2 separate regions of the Mus musculus genome follow, and region 2 is linked to region 1. A link is a contact called in public HiChIP or PLAC-seq data. All regions are on one chromosome and are shown on one strand. The core of a region is the stretch at or near the end of the contact, and the rest is flanking DNA. Distances in the headings are between cores, read along the strand shown.

Evidence for each region. HiChIP or PLAC-seq counts read pairs in DNA pulled down with a chosen protein or histone mark.
Region 2: a contact with region 1 is called in an H3K27ac HiChIP or PLAC-seq map of SST interneurons, with 2.9 times the contacts expected there. The contact joins two enhancer-like sites. A contact is called at or near these places in 1 of 115 datasets of contacts at active chromatin or transcription factors (SST interneurons) and 1 of 9 other capture datasets (embryonic tail).

The regions. Positions count from the first base shown.
Region 1 is chr7:115,259,768-115,266,092 of GRCm38.p6, reverse strand. No RefSeq gene overlaps it. Among named protein-coding and RNA genes, the nearest start is that of Gm34282, 130 kb to the right of the region's middle. Within about 2 kb of position 2,817, at least 3 of the 459 cell types and tissues checked have an H3K27ac peak or open chromatin away from gene starts, as enhancers often do. A contact at or near this core is called in SST interneurons, where this site is marked.
Region 2 is chr7:115,748,216-115,754,540 of GRCm38.p6, reverse strand. The region is part of intron 4 of Sox6 (SRY (sex determining region Y)-box 6); the gene reads left to right. Among named protein-coding and RNA genes, the nearest start is that of Gm51455, 250 kb to the right of the region's middle. Within about 2 kb of position 3,235, at least 43 of the 459 cell types and tissues checked have an H3K27ac peak or open chromatin away from gene starts, as enhancers often do. A contact at or near this core is called in SST interneurons, where this site is marked.

The sequences.
Region 1 (6,325 bases), core at 1,568-4,067:
GATCCCTGTCAGCTTGCATGGATCCATAGACCCTCAAGGGAAAGATTCCTGTTTCATTAAGGCATTCCAGAGTGCAGCTTGATACATACAAGGGACACATTCAGAGATCTAGCCTTTGCTTGGTTTTAGATGGGAAAAGGGGTTCGAGAGGAAATTGAGATGGGTAACTGGGGGTAAGGAGAAGAGTTATTAGTGCCTTGGATGGACAAACCAAGAGAAAAGAGCATGGTTAGAGCTCCAAAGAGATTAAAGACCCTAGTACCAGATCTAGACAGAATGGTGGAGTTTCTGAAGAGAGGCATCAGAGGCCACCTGGCAGAGGTAGAAAAAACGGTTCTGATTCTCTCTGAGGATGAGGGAGGTCTCATAGGAAGAGCCTGAAGCCAGGTTCTCTGTTTCCCATAGGAGGCTGGGAAGAGCTTAGAGAACATCATATATGACTTTGAAGTAAACTCGCTTCTCAGGTGCGTAAAGACTTTGGCAAGTCTGTTAAATGGTGATTCACAGATAATGTCATAGTAGGGTGACTGTCTCTATACCTTTGAAAGAAGGGCTGCTAGAGATATGGTGGCCTGCGCAGATGACACATTCTAGTTCTCACACTGCTCTGTCACTAGGTAGAAGAGACTCAACAATGGCTCATCCATTTCATTAGACATGTGCTTCCTTAGTAGATGTGCTAGTGGTAAAGTTAAAGCAAAACCATTCTGGCAGGTGCACCATGTTCTAAAGAGACATTGGTGTCCCGGTGGCCATCAGGCTATTGAAACGAGCCCCAAAGAATTAAAATTTCCCCAGGAATCTCATACTGAGGAAAGCGAAGGCTAAAGTCTGGTGTCATCCAGAGAAGTTTGTCTTCCTGTGATTCCTTATCGCACCACCTTGAAGAACAGATTAAGAGCCTAAACAATGAGAAGCAGGATCTTACCTTGGCCAGGATTTCTTAGTTAATATATACCCCTTGCCTGCCATTTAAACCTTAACCTCACATCAATTTTCTGAAGACAGACTTGGGGTCATTCTACTGGTAGACTCACTAGATCCCACTAACCACTGCCTCTACTTCTCTCAGTTCTCAAGTATACAGTGTGAGGATTAGTCCAGTCCAGCGATTTTACAGCTTCTCCTCTGTAGTATTTCAACCACACTCTTTTGCCTCTGTGTGCAGAAACCCAGTATTCACAGCAAAACCCAACCATAATGCCTGACACTAGAGTCAGGGTCTGTCCCATTCATGCCCAGTCTTTAGGACAGCTGGCCCTCAAAAGAGTCTTGAGAATTCAGCTTTAAATACCAGAAGATGGAACTTCCTGTTGAGTCTAGATGTCTCTTAGAGAATCTGTTGTTTATACAGTGTAATCTGCCATCTTGGTGATATCACTTCTCTCTGTAATTGTAGCATCAGCCTTATGGATGGGGGTGCTGGACCAGGATGTCTAGTTCAACAGAGAAATGAATGACTAGAAGACATAAATGGCACAAGATTCATCTGCTATGCAGAACAGACTCTGATCACTTTTCTTCAAGTCTTATGGTTTTGACTGTGTGTATGGAGAAGGTGCTCTCCAGCTGAGCACTCTGGTCTTCATTCAAGGTCTCTTGCTAAGAGTCTCTTTTCTGGAGATAAGAACTTGGACCAGATGTGATAGCAGGTACCAAACTGGAGAAAAGATTTATATTTTAGTGTTAGATGAGAGAACTTCACCAAAAGAAACTTGGGGGAAAAGGCCTTGTTTGGCTATGCTTTCAAATCATTGCTAATTATTGATAGAAGTCAGGACAGGAGCCCAAACAGAGCAGGAACCTGGAGGTAGAAGCTGATGCAGAAGCCATTGAGGCTTACTGGTTTGCTTAATGTGGCTTGCTCAGCCTGTTTTCTTATCGAACCCCAGACCACCAGTCCATGGATGGCATCACTACCCCTCCCTCTCCCACTAATCACCAGTTAATAGAATGTTCTACAGCTGGATCTTATGGAAGCATTTTCTCACTTAAAGTTCTCTCCATTCTGATGACTTTATCTTGGCCTGTTATTGAAGAAAGGTTCACTCATTTACTTCTTCAGTCAGTCAAAGTGTCCCTCTCCTCCCTGTTAGAGGAGTGGGGCTCCTGACAACAAGAAAGACAAAGAACCAAAGTGGAAAAACAAAAACTAATGCTCTCAGCTGATTACCTACCTGCTAGACTCCGGAGCAGTAGATTTTATCTTTCCTAATGCTAGCTATGACCCTATAATAGAGTGCCTCATGTGATGGTGACCCCCAACCATAAAATTATTTCATTGCTACTACTTAGCTGCAATTTTGTTCCTGTTATGGATCATAATGTAAATATCTGATCTGCAGGGTATCTGATATTGTGATTGCTGTGAAAAGGTCACTCGACACAATGGGGTCTCAACCCACAATTGAGAGCCACTGCTTTATAGGTTCAAACCTTCCAGACTAGGGAGAAAAGTCCACCCTCCTCTTATCACCCAGGATCTCTGCTGAATCTTGGCCCCACCCCTCAACCTCTGGTCTTCCTTCCATGTTGTTCTCCATCACTGTTCCGTTCACTTGATGTACTTGAAACACAGAGGTTCCCCCAAATGCCCTGATCCCTAAATAGTCCTTTTCCCAAAGGGACACTGTGTGCTGGCTCTGGGTTTTAGGTCTGATTCTTCTACCTGTTCAAAACATCTTTACAAGATGCATGCAGAAAAATGGGTTGTGAAGTACCCAAAATGCTGGAGAATTTTGTGAAATGTCGTGTGTGCTCTCAGGCAAAGTACTCCAGTTTTCTAGGTCTCAGCTTTCCCTTTTTAGAACTGAGCAGCTGGAGGAGTTATTTCTAAGGCCCTCAGTGGCTGGCAGATGTGGCCCTGCCTTCTTCTTGTCTATTCTCTGAAGGTGTTCTTTGAAGATCATTTTCCCAGGAGCAAAATGCTCCCAGCAGGGAGAATGTGTCAGGTTTGTGTTCCCTGTGGGTATCTTTCGGGACAGCATTGAACACAGGAAACTAGGTGGAATGAATGAGAACAGACATAGAAGTAGGGTTTGCTACTGCCTTGGAAGATAGAGAGGACCACTGGAAGGGGTCTGCACTCATGGGGGAGAGATCAGGAACCAGGGAGGCAGAGATGGCTTCATTACCACCAGGACTCAGGCCGTGACTCTTCAGAGTCCAGTGGACTTCAGGCAGGATTTGAGCAGGGTTGACTCTCAGAGATTAAATGGATAACTGGGGGTATAGCCCAGTTGGTGCTTGCCTAGCATGTACCATGCCTTGGGTTGTATCCCCAGAATCCTATACATGAGGTATGGTTAGTGCATGCTTGTAATGTATGTACTGAAAGGATGAGAAGTTCAAGGTCTTCCTCTGCTACATCCTGAGTTTGGGGACAGTCTAAGATCCATGAGACCCTGTCTCACCAGAACAGAGAGACTACACAGCAAGGATTACAAAGCAGAAAGGAAAGAAAGGCTGCCACTTGGAACTTTTGTCTTTGCAGTGCCTACTATGAGAGGTCTCTTTAAATGTTAATATAAGATTCAAGAAAGTAAGTCACATTTATAAAATCATTTTAATTTAACTTCCTTTGTGTATGTGTACACACGCATGTGCCTGTGTGTGCACAGAGGCTGTGGGAAAGTGTCTGTATCTTCATCTATCACTCTCTCTACCTTATTCTTTTTGATGTACTGTCTCTCAGTCTCTCTCTAGACCTGGAGCTCATGCTATTTTGGCTAGGTTGGCATGCATCAAGTGATCCATCATTAGATCAGAGATCTATACAGATATATTCTAGACACCATCTATCTTGTTATATGAACAATTGAAACTAAGCTCAGGTACCTATGCTTATATAATAAGTATTCTTAACCCATTCTTAACCCACTTAGCTGTCTCCTCAGTCCCTTATAAAGTCATTTTGAAGACTTTTATCCAGAAAGAGCTGATGTACAGCCTCACACATCGACTGGTTATACCCATTTGCACACCTAATTACTCAATCCAGTGCAGAATGAATTGTTCCCTATTTTAAATATTACTTGAACATCTAGAAGCATTTATGTTCAGAACTGGAGGCTAGACCTCCATTCTATTCTTGCAATTGTAGTCCTACTCATAGATTCGTGGTTGTTATAAGTAACCAATTCTTCAAAGTTATAACTAACCAATTCTTCAAAGAATTTCAAGACAGGAGCAATTTCAACTCAGCTCTCCAATTAAAGGTTGCATCTGCTGGAACAGAGAAGTAGAGGATACGCAAAGGCCTCAGGAAAGGCCTTACTTTCTATTATGTGCCTGACCCTTACACAAACTTTTGGTCCTTAAACCTCAGAGCTGCTAGGGTGGGATTGTAACTGCAGTTGTTAGGGTCAGAGCCTAGGCTCTGGCACCCCTAATAAGCTAGGCTTGGCCACCCATCCTCTACTGGCCAGTTACAAGTAGTTGTGAAAGGGCAGAAAACTGACATTCATTTGATATGGTTACACTGAGAAAAGGAACCCACTGAGGGATCCAGTGACTTCTACTCTATTTTCAGGATACTGACATGAATTTTGGGTTACTATAGAGAGCAGGAAGTAGACGTGACAAAGAAGTCCTGATCAAGGTGTGGTTGTATCCATCAATGACCCATCATCCTCTCTGCTCTAGTCTCTTCTGCAAGGCTTTCTGACAAGTCAGAACTGTGTCTCCAGGGAGACACGATTCCCTCGGGCTGGTACAGGCTTCAATTCTTTCCTTTCTCTGAGCATGATTTTGCTGAGGAAATTCTAGTGCCTGGAGGACCACCATCTCCATAGTTTGATTGTCTGTGGTAGGGTTGGGAAGGGACACAAAGGTGTTTCTTTAGAATATCTTCCTCTCTGTCAGTATGGTTACAGGTGACTCTTTGGAAGGAAAGAAACTGTGCCATCTTGTTCTATAGTACCATATAATTCTGCATGGCATGCATTGAGAAAGAGGCTGGAGTACTCAGGCCTGGGATGCCTTAGACAGGACAAAACCAATATGGGTGCCCACTTAAGGGCACCCAGTTCTGAAAAGGAAATGACTGTAAGCAGTAAAAAAAAACAGGTCCTCCAAGCTTTTTCTGGTCTAGGATTCCTTTTATCACCCAGCCTCTGGTTTAGGGGGTAGAAAATGAAGCCTTCTCCTCAAAGTATATACACTTCAGAGGCTTGACTTTACTCTCTTTCCTGCCTCTGTTGCTCATTTTTAAAAAAATATATCTTATTTTCTTATGAGTGTTTTTTGTACATGTGCATATATGTGTACTATATGTGTATAATGCCCATGAAGTCCAGAAGAGGACATCACATCCCCTAAAATTAAAGTTAACAATGATGTGAGCTGCCGTGTGGATACTGGGAACCAAGCCTGGGTCCTCTGGAAGAGCAGCAACTGCGGTGTTATTAACCACTAATCCACCTCGCCAACCCCTGCTGATACTGCGATTTGTGCACCAGATTCTACAGTCTCTATAACTCTTCATTTATCTATTAAAAATGACTTTTCTACACAGACCTGCATCTCCTGTGAGAATGGACCAAGTCCAATCTATGCTGGCCCTCTCAGTGCCCGAGAGGCTTAAGTCCAGACATGGGAGAAGAGCAGCTCAGGAGGCTGAAGAGAGGGTGTGGCTCAGTAACTCAGCGGGGTATTACAACAGACAGTGCCTACCGAGTCTCTCTGTTGGTGGCCAAGAAAGACAAGACTGAAAGAGAGCTCAGAGCTGGGAAAAATGTAAACAAGTTCAGCCACTATGCAAATCAGTATGATGATTCCTCATAAAACTAAAAAATGGAACCACCGTGTGACCAGTTACACCTTCCAGGTATTCACCCAAAAGATACAGGTCAGCACATCACAGAGACACTTGCTGATCAGTGTTTATTGCAGCCCCAGTCACAGTAGTGAAGTCATAGATCCAAGGTAGGTATCCAAACACAGAGGGATGATAGAGAAAATATGGCCAATATGCAAAATGGATTTTTTTTTCAGCTGTAAAGAATGAAGTTATGTCATTTACAGGAAAATGGGTGCATACAACTGGACATAATCTTAAAGTTTAAAAAAAAAGTATTTGTGTGTACATGTTTGTGTGTATATGTAATGTTATGCAGTTGAGCACTGAGACCTGAAGAGGGCATTAACGCCCTCTGGATCCCGAGGTGCTGCCATTACAGTCAATTGTGATCCACCCAATATGGGTACTGAGAACTGAACTCAGGTCCTGTAGAAGGGTAGGAAGTGCTCTGGTGCTCTGAGCTATTTCTCCCTTCTCTGGAGATCGTCTATTAAGTGAATCAGGTCAGTCTAAGAAAGAGAAATA
Region 2 (6,325 bases), core at 1,986-4,485, 490 kb before region 1:
GAACACTGACTATTTTTTCCTTCTCTCACAATTGGATTATAGAAGGGGAGAGTATGCTTTGGAGAGCTTCACATCTACTTGGTCTAATGTGTTTTCATTGGCAGTCCCGCGGAGGCCAGGCTGATTTCCTCGGACCTGGTCCAGTTGACAGCTCATCATGGCGGTCTCCTCTCCATTCCCAGCACGCTTTAGTCAAATGCACATGGCAGTGCGGGAAGGGCACTGATATAATTTATATCTGGGAGGAGAAGAGAAAATACAGTTTTGCAGCATTTCAGGGTTTCAGAAGCCCCTACCCCTCCCCCTTTTAAAGAAAAATCTGGGTTCACACAGGAAGTCAAATTATCCTCTTCATGGTAATTTTCTAACATCAAACCCCGAGATTTCAACGTGATTGCTTGGTTTTGCCTTTGAGAACTTGGATAAAATTTGTTATTACCGTTTTCATCATCCTCAAAGGCCTTTCACTACACAAAGTACAGATGCCATATGACATATAACTTATTTCTCATTCAGGAGAATGTGTATCTGATTAATACAGAGTAATTTATCAATTATAAATGGCACATTCTGTGGCAAATAGAACATAAATCAAACATCGTCATATTAAGATTATTCTGAAAATTAGTATGCGACTTCACCAATATATACCATCAAACATTAAATTAACTTTGAAATTTAAAGTAATTTAGTTGAATTATACAATAAGGAATATGTGACTGTAAATTGAACCCTAGCATTTTTTCTGTAATTTTTCCATTGTCAAGCAGTTGCCTCTGCTGTTGCTGCCCAATTACTTGGGTGTCTTGTGTAAGGGTGCCGCTGAGCACCTCCCCCTTCTCTATTAAAGCTGTCCTCACCTTGGTAGGGAGAGTTAATCCTTTAATGATATCTTAAATATCTAACAAGCAGGTTGCTGCTAACTATGCACAGTGATGCCAAAGTGAATAACAAGAACATAGGTGTTCCAAGAAAAAGCTGGCGTGTGCCACTAACGACCATAAATAAATAAAAGCCAGTCCTCATAGCAGAGATATGAAAAGATTAAACTCTCCAAGTGCTTTAAAATCATACCTGGGCTGACCATTTTTTACTTGACTGTATATTTTGATTTCAAATAATTTGTTTTAGACAATTATTTAAATTTTAGTCTATACCTTTAGTTTCTAGTTCCAGATAGTTGGTTATAGTTTTGTCATTTCTTTGGACATTTATTTTTACTTTTCCAAATAGAAAACAACTTTAGTTTTTATTTCTTCACAGTCTATAAGTATCTGTTGATGCCCCGCACATTATTAGAAGCTACGTTCAGTAATTTTAAAAAATGGAGACAATAAAAATTTGTATTGAGCATGTCTTCATTTTAGATGTTTATGTATGTAAACATATTTTAGGCAAAAATGTTTAAGTAGTATGCATGCTATAGCAGAGAATATAGGGGTGCTAAATATGATAACCAGCTCTCCCATAGCTTCTGCTAGTCAGAGAACTTATAAAATGCTAAACTGCACGATTTCTATGATTCTAATATTCCTAGACTTAAAAGTTATACTATAATTCCAAGTGAATAAATGCAATAAAATCTAAAAATAAGGATCCTCGTTAGAAGAACCTGTATTAGTGTATTTTTAAATGAGATGCAAAAGCCTGCATCTGCCGTTTTATTCCTTGTAAGACAGTAATTGACAAACTGCAGTCAGCACGCTTTCATGTGTTTTTCTTCCTTTGCTGAATTCATTTTTTTTTAAAAATGAAAGTTAAAAAGGGAAAAGGGGACTCCAGGATTTTGAAACTCACTGGTCCTGAAGTGATGGGAAAATAGGCGAGGTGTCACAGCTAATTTCTGGCCCTGTTTTATGAGTTCTGCTCTTCCTTATTCTCCCTGTCAGCTCAGGAATCCCCGAGGCTGTGCAAACTGGCTGAACATCACTCAATCCGAGTTTTATATCCCCTTTTAATAATGTTGAGTCTATTCTGTCCAACTTTGATTCAGACAACCTGCTTGTCTTGAAAAAGTGATATATTTAATCAGTGGCGCTGTCCCCAGCCTAGCTCCCACTGCGTGTGACTGCAGCCGGGGAGTGGTGCAGTGCTCTGTCACTGCTGTTTGAATGGGTAATGTGGAGCCCATCAGCTGAGAAGACAGGAGCTGGAACTGCATGTTAGGACACACGATCAAAAGCCACTCTCCACTTTCTGCCAATCAAACCTCATGTTGCCTTGTGGGGCAGACATTAAATAGATTTTTTTTTCCAGCCTTATACTGTGGGCACTTTGCCAGTTTGACATGTGAACTGTTACAAAAAGATAGCAGAGTTTTGACTGCTTGCTGACTGCCTAAAAATATTACTGAACACTTGTCAGAAAGAAATGTTCATAATGCTATATTATAGAAAGCCAGTGAAATGTTTGTTACTCTTATGGTATACTATGGGTTTTTGTTGTTGTTCCAGAAGTGATTGGGGCAGAACAAGGCCAGACAGTTGCTTCTCGGGAGAAAGTAAAAGGACAAGCTGAATGAGCTGGGCATAAAGCTAACACTCAGTATGACCAACAGTTCAGCTGGGGTGATAGTCACTGTGTGGAAATAATATCAGTAAATGAAATATTGTTTTACATTCTTCCCTGGTGTTTTAAAAATTATTTACTCTTCTGAAATCAAAATAGGAGAGGCTGTTAGTAGTTATATTTTGAGCAAAACCAGCATTTGAAACTTGAAATTGTGACTGACATGGGCATCTCCACCTTTCTGTTTATTGAGGCAATAAGCCCATTTCTGAATTCCAAGTCAGTCTCTGGTTTGTGTTTGTCCCGTGGCTGTTTTCAGGGGCCTCTTTCTTTTTGTTCTGCCCTGAGGATTTCCCCATTATATTCCTGCCTCACCCTGTGCCTGTATCAGTCTAGTAACGATGATGGCCTAACTACTAAGCTTTTATAAACAACAACGAATAGAAAGTACTTTTAATTTTAAAAGCGCCTTGGGACTGGCATTTCTGACCATTTCCAAGCTCCCAGATAACCGTCCCAAAGCTGTTAAATCTCGGTGTTTTGATTCTTCCAAACTTGCCTCTTGGTACTTGCTGTCGTCTCTTCTCTAATGATCATTTTAAAAGGAGTTAAACATTTTCACCAAAACATACCATGGCAGTCTAGTGAGCTGCACATAAACAGCTGCTCCTTCAATAAGCCATTCTTTATAATACCCTTATTACCTTCCAGTGTCTCAAATTCTGATTAGTCAACAGAGCTGATTGCTGCACACATTCCATTGCCCGTCTTCTCTGCTCAGCTGCTCATGTCTGAGTAATCACAACACAACTTGGGCATTGTTTCTCTCAAGTTGCTGTTCATATTGTGCCTTGAAAATCTCTGGATTATCCAGGAAAACTGCCGTGGTGTGGCTGTGAGTGACTTTCCTAACTTGCATTTAAATTGTTTGCAAAAAGCACTCCATAAAAAAAAATCATGTAACTGTGCAACTCTTAGGTTAGAGAGAATATCTGTAACTTAAAACTGTTCCTGCGATCCGATTATGAAACAGGCAGGGCATGTGGCTGTGTTTTAAAAATGAGTCCTTTATAAATGTGTAGTTATAAAATTGTTATGCGACAGCTATTACATTTCAGTCAGCTCTGGACGAGATAATTGTGTGGAGAACCTCACAGGAAGGGTCCAAAGGACCTCCACGTTTGCTTAAGATGAGATAACTTTAGTCCAGTTACTGCAGGCCACCACTGGTGCCCACCAGATAGGGCAGCGCAGTGGCGGCTCCAGTTAGGACAAAATAAGTAGGGTGGGAAAAGTGTCTTCTCTGAAGCTAGAATTTCAGCGATTCCTCTGTTGTGACCCCCTGGAATTTACTCTCTGTGAGGAGGAAATGCTGACACACTGGAAATGCAACCTCAGCCAAGGCCCTAAATCTGTCATTGTGCTCTGGAGTCTGCTCTGAAAATAGCGGAGCTCTTTTGGTAAATTAAAATCGGTGTGAATGGGAACAGATGTCGCCATGCTTCCCCTATCTTCAGGGATGCCCAGTAGAAAGGGGAGGGTCAGCGGGGTTACAGGGTGGAGCACTCAGGAGTATGCAAACAGGGTCCACACAGGGAGTACTACTGACATGTTCTGGAATAGATTTGGACTGAGTGTGAACTTACCTACATTGCTACACCTAGAGGAAAAGGAAGGGGCAGTGTTTATTTCTGGGAGACTCTTGGATAGTCCCTGTGCTTGTATCTTTTCTTCAGCAAGCTACACGGTCCCTGGATACCATTAGCTTCTTACTTTCTGGAATTCTCTTGCCATATGCTCCTAAAGTATTTGTTACACTCTAAGGCTATAGTAGAGTCTTTGTACTGATATTTGTCAAAAATAATGAAAACGGTTTGTGCTCTAAAACTGTACAATTTATCAAATAGCATATGTAGCCAATTTAAATAAGTCTCATCGAAGTTTCAGTCTTGATTTGAAAAAATAGCATAGGATGAATTTATTTATAAGAACCTTAATAGTTTCTCTCAATTCCTTTTACATTTTAGATTACCTTATAATTTTCTAAATCTACATGAACAATAATGATCAATTTTGTCAGCATTATTCACACCTTTTATTAATTTAACATAGATGAATAAATGTGAGTGTTGTGAAGAGTTGATTGGGAATAGATTTTAAATCTGACAGTTAGATTACAGGGTACCTAAGAAAAAATGGCTCTTTCACTAGGTACCTAGTAATTTAATTCTTGTTTGAAATTATTATAATTTATTACAGTGTGTGGGTCCTAATGAATGTCTACTATTAAATGAAAAGGAGAAATTGAAATTAAGATTATGAAATTCTTTTAACTCATATCTTTAAATCCTCTTAAACAATTCCAAAGACATTAATAAGCTATGTAGGTTTCTTTCCATATGCTACAATGACAGATAGAAACATTTTTTCAACATTTAAATATTCTAGGAAATGTTGAGTGCCCTACAACTCTACGCTTGCAATCTTGGGATTTTAGAAAATGGGAAAAGCCATTACAAGAACATTGAACTTGGCAACTCTATTTAGATCTTTATTCGGACTTGACTGAGACTTTTCTAGCATTTGTGTTTTGCAGAAATGACTATTTCCTACTTTTAAACCTTTAATGTAAGGCAATTTGAGCTTTCATGGAGTTATAGACAGCACCACATTAATGTTTAAAAAATACCAAGTACTAAGGAGGCTCCTAAAACTGTGAATTAGTAAAATCCACACACACAGTGAGGATGAGTGAACGCTGGCGGACAGTGAAGGCTGCTGTACCCCGATATTGGCAGAGCCAAACTGGTCCCAAAAATGATCAGATATTTATAAATAATAATTTCTGAGAAAAACTAGCACTATCATAGGCCATTGTTATATCCTGACATACTGCCAAATGACTGCTTGAAAAGCCCACTGGGTATTTTTCCATCTGGGATTCAGCCTCAGTTTACAAACATGGCCTTTCTTGTTTGAAATTCTTTTAAGAATTAGAAACTGGCTCTTTGAAGTTTAAGCTAAGGCTTTAAAACTCCCGAGGCAGTGTTTGCTAATTTCTAGACCTTCCCTTTTCTTTCTACCTTTCTTTTTTAATTTGGAGCTGCTGTGACTAGTTTGGGTGTAAAGAGGGAAAAATCAGAGCAAGCGTGCTGGGCATGGCTTAGCTCACCTTTGAGTGCAGAGAGTAGGCCTGTTCAGGCTTCCTCAGCTTCAGAGCAGTGCTGAACTGAAGGCCTGGCTGTTTCTCATCTTGGCAAACTCCTGTGACCAACCCTGAAGTAAAGTGACTCAGGAGTGCGACTGCTTGGTTAGGTTTCTGATTGTTGGGTGGTTTCTGCATGGGTTTCTTTTAAGGTCTGGGAACATACCTTTGGGCTCCCAAGAACTGCATTTCCCATCTTCATCAAGCACAATTTGCTGTGGACCACAATACTGCCCCCCATTAGGTAAAGAAGACAGTGGGCATAGCTAGCTGCTTTTACACGAGAAAGTGATCTGTGGCCTCTACTGTTGTGCTTGTTGAGCTCCAGTTAGCTGAGTTCCTGGTAGAAACAGTTATTATCCGGACAAGACACAGGACCCACAGCAGTGCTTAACTGCTCTTTTAAGAGGAGAGGGATAATTAGGTGCTCCATGTTCTAAGTTTCCATAAATAATAAAGCCCTTTCTCATCCATCAGTCATATCCATGTGGTTGCTGTTTTGTATTGCAGCTTGTCCACTTATGTTCAATGTCATCTTTCATATACTATTACAGAAGGTTGAAATCCACTCTGGCCCAGAGGTGGCACAGAACTTGTTGGTGTGAGTTACAT